2 separate regions of the Sus scrofa genome follow, and region 2 is linked to region 1. Evidence: chromatin contacts called from public promoter capture Hi-C data. All regions are on one chromosome and are shown on one strand. Each heading gives the region's core, a stretch centred on a gene start, on an enhancer-like site or on the middle of the called end of the contact. The rest is flanking DNA. Distances are from core to core; before and after follow the strand shown. Region 1 holds the start of WDR4 (tRNA (guanine-N(7)-)-methyltransferase non-catalytic subunit WDR4). Region 2 holds the start of CBS (cystathionine beta-synthase).

The links. Promoter capture Hi-C pulls out the DNA fragments that hold promoters and counts their contacts.
Region 2: a promoter capture Hi-C map of liver shows a contact between it and region 1, with 4 times the contacts expected there. The contact joins the promoter of CBS here to the promoter of WDR4 in region 1. A contact is called at or near these places in 1 of 5 promoter capture datasets (liver) and 5 of 47 Hi-C or Micro-C datasets (embryonic fibroblasts, fetal liver, liver and 1 more).

Annotation. Positions count from the first base shown.
Region 1 is chr13:206,090,214-206,096,076 of Sscrofa11.1, forward strand. WDR4 (tRNA (guanine-N(7)-)-methyltransferase non-catalytic subunit WDR4) reads right to left here and starts at 4,500. Exons shown (of 11, transcript XM_005654080.3): 1 at 3,940-4,500; 2 at 2,114-2,185; 3 at 1,247-1,338.
Region 2 is chr13:206,229,509-206,234,794 of Sscrofa11.1, forward strand. CBS (cystathionine beta-synthase) reads right to left here and starts at 1,855. Exons shown (of 16, transcript XM_021071046.1): 1 at 1,717-1,855.

The DNA.
Region 1 (5,863 bases), core at 3,250-5,749:
CCACCGTCCCTACAGGCTGTGGAGGCCAAACCAAGGCCAAGGGCAAGGGCCACGGGCAGGGGCTCAGGGTCAGAGACCTCCAGGCTCCTTGGAGGCCTTCACCCTGAATCTGGTAAAAATGAAGCGATGCCACCGAACGCGATGTTTAACTGGAGTGGAATCGAGGCCAGAGTGGGTATTCTCTGCTTCTGGTGCCACCTGGAACGTGGCTTTCTAGTCCTCTCTTAGACGGTAAGATAAAATAAAGTTCCAGGAGGTGTGGCTTCCCAGGCACAGGCCTGCATCGGCTACAAGGGGAAATCTCTCGACCGAGGCCCTTCGGTCGTTCAGACACTGGAACTACGCAGGTTCAGTTCTGATCATCAAGGGAGAGTTAAACCACGCAGCCCCCCGCCGGAGGGGGGGACTCTGCTCCACGTGGCTGTTTCCATCAGCTTCACAGAACAACCGGAACAAAGCCTGCTGCCCTCTAAAGGGAACAGGGAGCTGTGTACCAGGAGGCGGTCACAGCCAAGGCAATGCGTGTAGCCTCGCACCTCCTGTGGGCTAAGACGGGGAAGCTCTCGGGAAGTCAGGGCTCAGGACTGCAGCACCAGCCCTGGGGGCGGCGGAGAGCTTCAGAGAGGACTCAAGGGCACGTGCTCTTGGCTGGGTGAGCGCACACGCCGAGGCCTGGGGACATCCCTGTTGGAGCTGAGTTACTGGCATCCTGTCCCATCAGCACTCAGCTCCCAATCGTTCTTCAGATAAATAACGCACCAGCTTCAAACTCACCAGGTTACAACTGTGGCCCAGGTACCTGAACTTACACAAAACCCCAGCCACTCTCGGGACACGCTGCTGTGCTCTACGTCTGCCACCACAAGGCTGGCGGACACCACGTGGAAAGCAGGATGGCAGCGCAGCCAGGGGCACAGCCTGTCGCCAGAGGGAGCAGGGCAGGACCCAGCTCTGAGCTGAGCGACTCGGACTGCCGTCCAGGCTCCTGGCCGGGGGGTGCGGCTGAGCACAGCACCCCCCACCCCACTCACAGCCCCGACCTAAGAATGCAACCAGGTAACACACATCAAGCACCGGGAGCCGCCCGGCTACGTGTTAGTCGCCTGCGTCACGGGTCCTGTCACTACGGTTATTGGCATGCAAGGCTAAGGTGTGCATTCAACCGCGAAAGCGTTCAGCGTTAGCATCTCATACCTGACACTCAGACATTGCCATGGTTTTGTACGGAAAAGAATCAGACGCTTACTGTCATCGGTTAAAGCAAAATAGCTGCCAGACTTGGAGAAGGTGGACGCCAGGATCGTGTCACTCCCTTTATCCCCGGGCTGTCCGTCCTCCCTGAAAAACAGCATCGGAGAGTCAGGCCCTCCGGAGAGGGAGGTGCACCCGCGGGCTAGCCGTGCGCATGTGTAAAGAGAGCACGGGTACAACGGGTGAGGAGGTTCGTGTGGCCAGAAGGTGAAACATGTCCAGGGGATACGGAGAGGTTGAAGACCACGCGACTCTTTAAGAGACAAAGCTAATTTTTTGGCCCACAGCATATGGAAGTTCCCCAGGCCAGGGATCAAGCCCACGCCACAGCAGCAACCCAGGCTGCGGCAGTAATGACACTAGACCCTTAACCTGCAGAGCCACCAGGGCTCCCTAAAGTCTTTTAAAAAGTGCTAACATTCTTGGGAGTTCTTGTTGTGGCTCAGTGGGTTAAGAGCCCAACACCGTGTCCATAAGGATGCAGGTTCAAGGCCTGGCCTTGCTCAGCGGGTTAAGGATCTGGCATTGCTGTGAGCTGCAGCTTAGGTCACAGATGTGGCTCCGATCCAGCGGTGCCGTAGCTGTGGCGCAGTCCCACATCTGCAGTGCCAATTCGACCCCTGGCCCAGGAACTTTCATATGCTGCAGGGGCAGCCCTAAAAAGACACAAACAAATGAGAAGTGCGAACGAAGTTGAAAGTTAGTTCCACATCTCACTCCTGAGTTGGTACCTCGTTTAGGCACAACCAGAAAACAGAAGTGAAGAATTCAGCCAACGAGACAACGATTTAACTTCTTAGACTGTACAGTCCCATCATGCAAACCATGAACTGGCCCCGAAGAGGCTGCTGCATCACCTCACCCTTTTTGCTCTTGTTCTTGTGTCTTCTTTTGTGCAGTACTGCAGTCATATGTGAAAAGGCTGTCACCATCACTAAGGAAAAATAACAGACATATTTTAAAAGAAGCACTTGGTTAACAAAAATGCTCATTCCTGGAGATCCCATCATGGTGCAGAGAAAATGAATCCAACTAGGAACCATGAGGTTGCAGGTTTGATCCCTGGCCTTGCTCAGTGGGATAAGGATCCGGCACCGCCGTGAGCTGTGGTGTAGGTTGCAGACGTGGCTCAGATCTGGCATTGCTGTGGCTGTGGTGTAGGCCGGCAGCTACAGCTCCAATTAGACCCCTAGCCTGGGAACCTCCATATGCCAAGGGTGAAGCCCTAAGGAGACAACCAAAAAAAAAAAATTCTCATTCCTTTTTTTGGGGAGGGGGGCTGGATCAAAACGATATCTGCACATTCACTCAGGGCCTTATCCTCAAGAAATTGTCTCTGCATGTTTCAGGAAACAGTTAAGGAGTTTTATTTGCTTAACCTGCTATGTTTCTATTTGCCACACAGAACTAGCATGCTCCATCCATACAAATCAGTTAAGTATCATCAATGAGGACAAAAACCCAACAGGAAATATCATGTACTAGAAAAATCAGTACAAGGTGGAATGTGAAGAGAAATCATGTTCTGATGTCAATGAATTTTCAGTAGGTCTTTTGCACCCAAGTTTAAAACTGCCATTATTTGTATGGGAAAAAATACCTCGGAAAAGCTTCCATGGTTGCCAAGCAACCACTCATAAAAGCTACCCATGTTCCCTAATGGACCCTGGGCTCCCCCTCCAGGGCCTGGCACGGAGAAGACGTCCTGCACCAATGTACAGCCTTTAAAGTGGCTGCGGCGGAACTGTTTTCACGTGGAACACTGTGGTGCAAGAAGAGAAGCAGGAACTCTGCCGGCCGTCTGCCACCACATCTCAAGAGGTATGGACGGAAACAGGCAGAGTCTACTTGATCCACACCTCTATGTGGCAGGTGTTAGATACCACGAGGCTCTGAAACAAAAAAACCTGGGACAAACAACAGGTTTGCGAATAAATTTGTGAAATGTGAACTTAACATCGAATTGCTCTAAAACCAAACGTTGAGCAACGAACACAGAGGGTACATTTACATTTGACAAACACCTCGTCTGTTTCAAGTTTGAGAGACTCGAAACTACCGTGGAAAGAAGAAAGGAACCGAAAGGAACCACTATTAATAAAAATGAGGCTCCTAAGTCAGGACTCTTCGATCAACAAACGTACTGACTAAAAAATCCCGAGGACAATAGAGAAGCTCCGTGAAATGAGAAAAGCAGAAGGAGGACTTTGTGCAGAGCCACTCAAGGGTGGCATAGGGCGGGGTCCATGGATGTGGGCGGGGATGAGGGAACAGGGAGGACCGCAAGGAGACGGAGGCTAGAAAGGAGTGCGCCCAACACGTTCCCGGAAAGCAAACCCTTCTCCCTAAGGGAGGCCAAGGGCTGCCTTCCTCCCCACCAGCCAGAGATGATCTGACCGGCGTCCTCCGGGTCCCTCACTGGCCCAGCCCCGCCCGCGTCGCCCCCACGTGATCCGTGCCCGCGGAGCCCGGAAGTGTCCGGCGCTGACCAGGCAAAGAGCTGCGCAGAACCACCACTGAGACGGCAAGGGGCGCCCTGCGCGGGTCGTGCGAGAAGGGTGCGAAGAGCTCGCAGGCAGCGGTGGGGCTCCGCCGAGTCACCCCAAGGCGGCGCGGGAGAGCCGGGACCTCAAGGCCCCAACGCGCGACCGCAGCCTGGGCTTCTGCTCCAGGCCTCGACCCCCTCACCTGCTCGAAGTGGAGGTGGCCAGCAACCGGCTGCCGCCTCGCACCACCAGCGCTTCCCCGCACAGCGCCAGCCCTACGGAACTCGCCATTTCTCTGGCCTCTCCGCCACCCACGTGCGCGCCCGGGGCCTCTTCCTGCCGGCGCTGGGGAGTGACGTCACGCGCAGCCGCCGCGCGGTGACGCGGTGGGACGCGCCGCCTCCGGGCATGCGCAGACAGGCCCTCTTGCCCTTCGGATTCTAAGAGGGCGTCTCTCGCGGCCTTGGGGGGTTTTGTTCGAATTTGTCCCGGTGAAGTGCACCTGCTTGTTTAGTTTCCGCTCTTCCTCCGGCCTGGGTGGGGCCGGGTCTGGATCTTTCTCGGGCTGGTTGACTTGACCGGCCTCGAACCTACTTGGTTTTTAATAAATACTCCTCCAAGAAACGGGAGGGTCTGAGCTCGTGTCCAGGTCCAGCATGGAGGGGTCTGAGGAGGACTCTGTCCACAAAGAAAGTCCGCAACCTCACAGTTGAGAAAGAAGTGTTTTGGGTTTTGTTTTGTTTTTTTTTCTGTTAGGGCCACACCCACGGCGTATGGAGGTTCCCAGGCCAGGGGTTGAATCGGAGTTGAAGCTGCTGGCCTCCACCACAGCAGCAGGATCTGAGCTGCCTCGTGGACCCACACACAGCCCACGGCAACGCTGGATCCTTAACCCACAGCGTGAGGACAGGGATTGAACCCAAGTCCTTATGGATGCTAGTCCGGTTCATTAACCACTGAGCCACAATGGAAACTCCCGAGAATTAAGTTTTTATTTGGGGGAAAATTAGGACTTAAGCAGGAGAGACAGCATCTCGGGTAGCCCTGAGAACCAGCTCAGGGGAGGTTTAAGCAAAGAGCAGGAAGTCGGAACAAAAGAGGCCTGGGCTCACTGAAATCCTTCCTTTGATATGCACCTCCCGCTCTTGGGGCCAGTATCCTGTGGATTCCTCGGCTCTCACCCTTGGAGGTGACTGCGTTCACAGAGGACCTTGAATACTTGGGTGGTATTCAGACTGGGCTGAAAGACTGCCGCACACACATCTTAAAAAAGTTTGTGGATGGAGTTCCCGTTGTGGCGCAGTGGTTAACAAATCCGACTAGGAACCATGAGGTTGCGGGTTCGGTCCCTGCTCTTGCTCAGTGGGTTAAGGATCCGGCGTTGCCGTGAGCTGTGGCGTAGGTTGCAGATGCGGCTTGGATCCCGCGTTGCTGTGGCTCTGGTGTAGGCCGGTGGCTACAGCTCCGATTCAACCCCTAGCCTGGGAACCTCCATATGCCACTCAAAAAAAAAAAAAAAGTTTGTGGCTGATCTCCTGAAGGTCACTACCAGTCACCAGGAACAGACATCACCATGAAGGATTTTCGTGTTTTTCTGATGGGGGAGATGCAAGAATTGGGCACGTAAAATCGTCTCCTAAAAATACCTATCTGAAAGCCTGTCCTTCCAGTTTTCCCAGAGAACAGGGGGCCTCACTCCTCTGTCCACCCTGAGCTCTGCTCGGGGTGTTGTGGGCCGGCAGCTGCAGTGGCTCATTTAACCCAAGTAGAGTCTGATGGCAAGTGCCAGACGCCACTTCATAGCTCAAGGCAGAGGTCCCTGGAAGGCGATAAGCTAAACATGCCTTAAACACAAAGGTGGAGTTTGGAGTTCCTGTTGTGGCACAGCGGCAGCGAATCTGACTAGGAACCATGAGGCTGGGGGTTCGATCCCAGGCCTTGCTCAGTGGGTTAAGGATCCGGCAATCGTGAGCTGTGGTGTAGGTCGCAGAGGCGGCTCGGATCTGGTGTTGCTATGGCTGTGGTGTATGCTGGCAGCAACAGCTCCGATTGACCCAGAGCCTGGGAACCTCCGTATGCCACAGATGCGGCCCTAAAAAGATAAAAGATAAAAAAAAAAAAAAAAA
Region 2 (5,286 bases), core at 605-3,104, 140 kb after region 1:
AGCTCCCACCGCTCCTCCAGGAAGCTGGAAGGACCTCGGACCCCAGCACTGAGGCAGCGCCCTGCTGGTTCCCTTTCTCCCAGCGCCAGGTGTGGACCGGCGCCCAGCAGGTCGCGGCAGGTGCCCGGGCCGGAGCCTGTGCACAAGGGAAGCGGACACCCCCACCCTCCCCAGTCCCCTCCCTTTCAAATCCACGAGGCTGGGCGGCGCGCCCGCTTTCCGGGGAGAAACCAGCCTCCCAGCCATTCTGCTAAATGTGCCTAGAGCCGTAGTTCCTTCAAGTCTTGGAATCACCGGCTACTTTTTCAGGGGGTCTGGGCCCCCTAGGGAAGCCACGCAAGCAAGTCTTGCCGCCTTCGCTCACCTTTGAAAAAGTGCCCGCGGGAAGCGGAGTCCTGCCCGTGGGGAGAGGGTTCTTCCATCCAGCAGAACTCTTTCCCCATCAGAGGCCGACCTGCCTGCAGCGCCCTGGCCAGGTGGGCACGCACTCAGCTGCGAGACGGGCCAGAATACCACGCAAAGCAGCCCGAACACGCGGGCAGCCCCGCGCCTCCTATGTGGCGACTTGCCTCACCTGGAGCAATCTCCCAAAAAGTAAGGACCGCCAGGAACAAAGATTGAAAGCGACCTAGTCTCCGAAGAACCCACAGGCACTAGGCGGGTCGCTCGCTTGATGACTTGAGTTCCAATCGGCGGGCTTCTCCTGGCACCGCCCGGCTCAGCCCCGCTGGCCCTGGCACAGCTCCCCTCGGGCACAGAGCCCTGTGCGCCGATGGACGTTGGTTCCGGGGAGGCGGGCTACCTGACGCCGCCCTGCTGGCTCCCGCAGCACCTCAAACCACAGAACCCTCCTGGGGGTCACGACCCCTAGCCCCCCAGGCACCCTGCACACGGCACCAGTCGGCCCAAGAGGGCCAGTTAGGGCCGAGAGTACCGACGGTAGGAAACTCCTCTTTCGATGTGAGTTGTCAGGGCGGGAAATCGAGACCCTACGGTGGACTTGGAGGCGGCCCGGTCACCGGCCTTCGGGAGGGGCATTTGGGGACAGAGTTTGGGATAAACACCCCCAGGTAATCCTGTGGGAGGCTGTTTTGCGCTCACGCCCCTCCCCCACTCACCCTCCCCCGTCTCCGGACTAGCCATCCGGCCAACCTTAGGCTCGAAGCTGGGGTCGCAGGTCACTCTCTTCCACCCTCCTGGTTTGGGCTGGGGTCAGGGCCCCCTCCCCCCGCGGGCGGCCACCTCCCGTGCATCCTGCGCAATTACATCGATATTTACACGTTCCCCCCCCCCCGCCCACGACACACAACTGGTGGAGGCCAGTAATTTGCCAAACAATCATTTCCCAGCCAAAACGCAGCGAAAAAAATCAATGACGGCACCATCAGAGCGCCTCTTCCAAAAGTTCCCTCCCGGGGTCTCAGCGCAACACTCCGCCCCTCACGCCCCCTGCGGTCCATCCGCAGCCGCGGGAGTTGGATCGGGGGTCCTGGGCCACGTGGGCGCGGAATCGCCAGCTTCAGGATGGTCCGGACTCGCCGTAAGGGGAGGGTTGGGGAAGCGGGACGCGCGGGGCGCTGGCCCAGGTCCGCCGCGGGCGCGTGCAAGATGATGCAACCCAGGCCGAGGGGCTGGGGCGGCAGGGACCCCCTCCTGGACGCTAGTCGGATCTCTCCGCCTAAGGGTAGGTTCAGTCTCGGTCCGGCAGGTGCTCACCTGGACCGAGACCGGGGAAGAGCAGCAGGCTGGGCGCCTCTGAGAGCGGCGAGCAGTGACCCGGAAAGCTGCGACTTCGAGACCAGACCAGGGGCTGGCCGGCTCCCTGGGGACCCGGCGGCCAGAGTGGGAGGGAGGCGATTGGCCGAGAGGAGGGGGGCGGGGGCCGGCAGCTGGCCAATCCCAAGTTGCGGATTGCCGGGCCGCCACCTCCCTCGTCCCCGCCCCCTCGCCCCCCCAACCCGCCCCGCCCTCAGCGCCCCGCCCCCACCCCGCCCCCAAAGCCTCACCTCGGGTCAGGACCCCACCCCCATCCCTTAATCTCTCTTGACGCAACCAGGCGCCCTTGGCCCCTGTCCCCTCCGCTCCCCGGACCCCCGCCCGCGCGGCCTGCCCCCTACCCTCTCTCTCTCCCCTGCCCCCTCCCCCCGCCCCGCGACACGACCCCAATCAGAGCCGCGCTTCTGTGTGCAGAACGCTCTGTACCCAGTGTCCACCAGGGTAACGCCTTGCTCTGCGGGGAGTAATGAGGACGCATTGCTGAGTTACAAACGTGCGGTCGGGAGGCCCTGAGGATGGGCCTCAGCGCACATCTCACCTGCCGCGTCCCCTCATGCCGGCCCTGGTCCTGCGACCGCCTGACGCGGTTCTTTCTGGTCGCAGGACCCCAGAGCCTGAAAGCCGTGGGCCTGCGCGCACAGCACCCGGGCTTGGGATCCACCATGCGGTTCTTTCCTCCCCCTCAGGGTCCGAGGACCCAGCATATACAGTGCTTCCGCCCTGGACCCCCGTCTGCCCAGCCCGGTGGCCGTTCCCATCAGGGATGGAACCTGAGAGCACGTGGACTTGGCCAGAAGCCACAAAGCGGCTGGCCGGCCGCCAGCGGGCTCTCCCTGGCCATGGGGCACCAAAGGCTGACAGCCAGGAAGGCTCTGACCGCTAGGAAGGCCACCACTAATAAAAAATATTCCAAACTGAGTGCTCCTGACTTTTAAAGAGCCTGTCTACCTCTTGAGGTTCCGAGCTGCATGGAGAGTCCCTGACCCTTGTGACTAAGTCAGGGGCGGGGCCCCGGCTTGAACAGAGGACGGAGTTACTTTGCCCAGCACCCAACTAATTAGAGCTCCGGCCACGTGCCAGCACTGCACTGGGCACTGCAGGGAAACAGGAGTGCCTGTGCTAGGGGAGCGGCCTCAACAAGACAGCGCTTTATTGAAAACTTCCGTCAGTGAGGAGTTCCTATTGTGGCTCAGCCGGTTAAGAACCAGACATAGTCTCCACTGGATGGGGGTTCCGTCCCTGGCCTCACTCCTTGCTCAGTGGGTTAAGGATCCGGTGTTCCTCCAAGCTGCAGGGTAGGTAGCAGATGTGGCTTGGATCTGGTGTGGCTGTGGCTGTGGCGCAGACTGGCAAATGCAGCTCTGATTCAACTCCTAGCCCGGGAACTTCCATATGCTGCAGGTGCGGCCCTAAAAAAGAAAAAAAGCAAAAACAAACAAAACCTTTCATTAAAGAGAAGGGACATGGAGAATGGTAAAGCCAGGGATGGAGAGACACAGCAGTGGGAGAGTCGTGGATCAGGTCGTCAGGAAGGCTCTCTGGACCAGCGACACTTGAGCAGAGAGCTTAGGGACCAGATCTTATTCTGGAGAAGGATGTTCCCACCTGAAGACAGCCCGTCAGTGCAAATGCCCGGGGCAGGGACAAGCCCAGGGTGCCAGGAGGACCAGGGAAGGTCCATGCGGCTGCAGAGGATGGGAGGCGAGGCCGGTCCGAGGGCCTTTGGGTCCAGGGCGGGAGCTGGATTTTAGTCTCAATGGCCTGGGGCCCCGGGAGGGTTTCCAGGGGGGAGTTTTTGATTATGCGCTGAATTATTTTATCTTGGCATAATTTCAGACTGCTATAAAAGTGGCAAGAAGAGCATAAGGATTCTAAGATACTGGGTCCCAGATGTCAAGCTTTTGACATCTGGGACCCAGATGGCTGCGAACTCCCCACATGTGGAAGTTCCTGGGCCAGGGATTACACACAGCAGTGACAACACCGGATCCTTAAACCCACTGTGCCACCAAGGAACACCCCCAAATGTTAGCCTTTGACTAACCCCGAATCTGTGCGCGTGAGCTTATTTGGAAAGAGGGTCTTTGAGGATCTAATTCACTTCAGAGGAGGTCATACTGCAAAAAGAAGGTGGTCAGGACAGGCGTCCTTAGAAGAAGGTTGACCCCTGTCCTTGTAGGAGGGAAATTTGGACACAGACACGGAGAGGAGGTGGCCAGGTGAAGACGAGGCAGAACCGGGGGTCTTACGGGCTCAAAAGAAAGACACTGGCAACCAGCAGGCGGTGAAAGAGGCAGGAAGGAGCCTCCCCCAGAACCCAGAGGGAGCCTGGTCCTGTGGCCCCTGATTTTGCACCGCTGGCCTCCAGAACTGTGGGAGGCCAGAAATTTGTGTGGTTTTATTTTTTGTCTTTTTAGGGCCACACCTGCAGCATATAGAAATTCCCAGACTAGGGGGCGAATTGGAGCTGTAGCTACCGGCCCACATCACAGCCACAGCAAAGAGGGATCTGAGCTGCATCTGCGACCTGCACCAGAGCTCACGGCAACGCCGGATCCTTGACCCGCTGATCGAGGCCAGGGATCAAACCCACATCCTCATGGATATTAGTCAGATTCGTTTCCATTGCGCCACAACGGGAACTCCCTAAAATTTTTTGGACATAATTTTAGACTGCCAGAAAAGTGGCAAAAACAGTACAAGGAATTCCCAGATGCCCTTCATCCAGATTTTCCAAATGTTAAATTTTTCTCACGTTTGCTTTACACTCTTCTCTCTCTGCCTCTGTGTCTATCAGAGTCACGCATGAAAAATATGACTCTAAGGAGTTCCCACTGTGGCGCAGCAGGTTGAAGATCTGGCATTGTCTCTGCCTTGGTGGAGGTTTGATCCCCAGCCCAGCGCAGTGGGTTAAGGATCCAGCATTGCTGCAGACATGGTCACAGCTGCAGCTCGGATTCAATCCCTGGCTGCAAACGCCCCTGTGCTGTGGGTGCCGCTGAAAAAGCAACATGACTCTCAGTCTCTGTCATCAATTTGTCTAAGATCTTATCTATTCGGTTTTCTGAGTGATTGAGGGTAAGTTGGAGACTCGATGTCCCTCTACCGCCAACTACGTTAGGGTGTATCCCCCCAAAGAACTGTTTTCTACAGCCACAGATCACCTGTCGAAAGGAAGAAGTTAAGCTAAAACTGCATAAATAAATAAGTAAATAAACAAACAAAGGCTTTAAAAAACAGACAAACAAAAAGTTAACATCGATACCAAACTCTGACTCAGTCAACAGCCCTTCCTCAGGGTTTGCCAGTGGTTCCAACAGCATCCTGCACAACCAGTCCTTGGCCACGTGACGCCCTCAGTGACCCTGTCTCTTCAGCCATTCTTTGTACTAAGACGTTGCCGCTTTTGAAGTGCACAGCCCAGGGATTTTGCAGAGTGTCCCCGGACTGGTCTGGCTCCGTCCGGGGGATGCTCTTTGGACAGAGTCCCCTGGAGTGACGCGGAGTCGG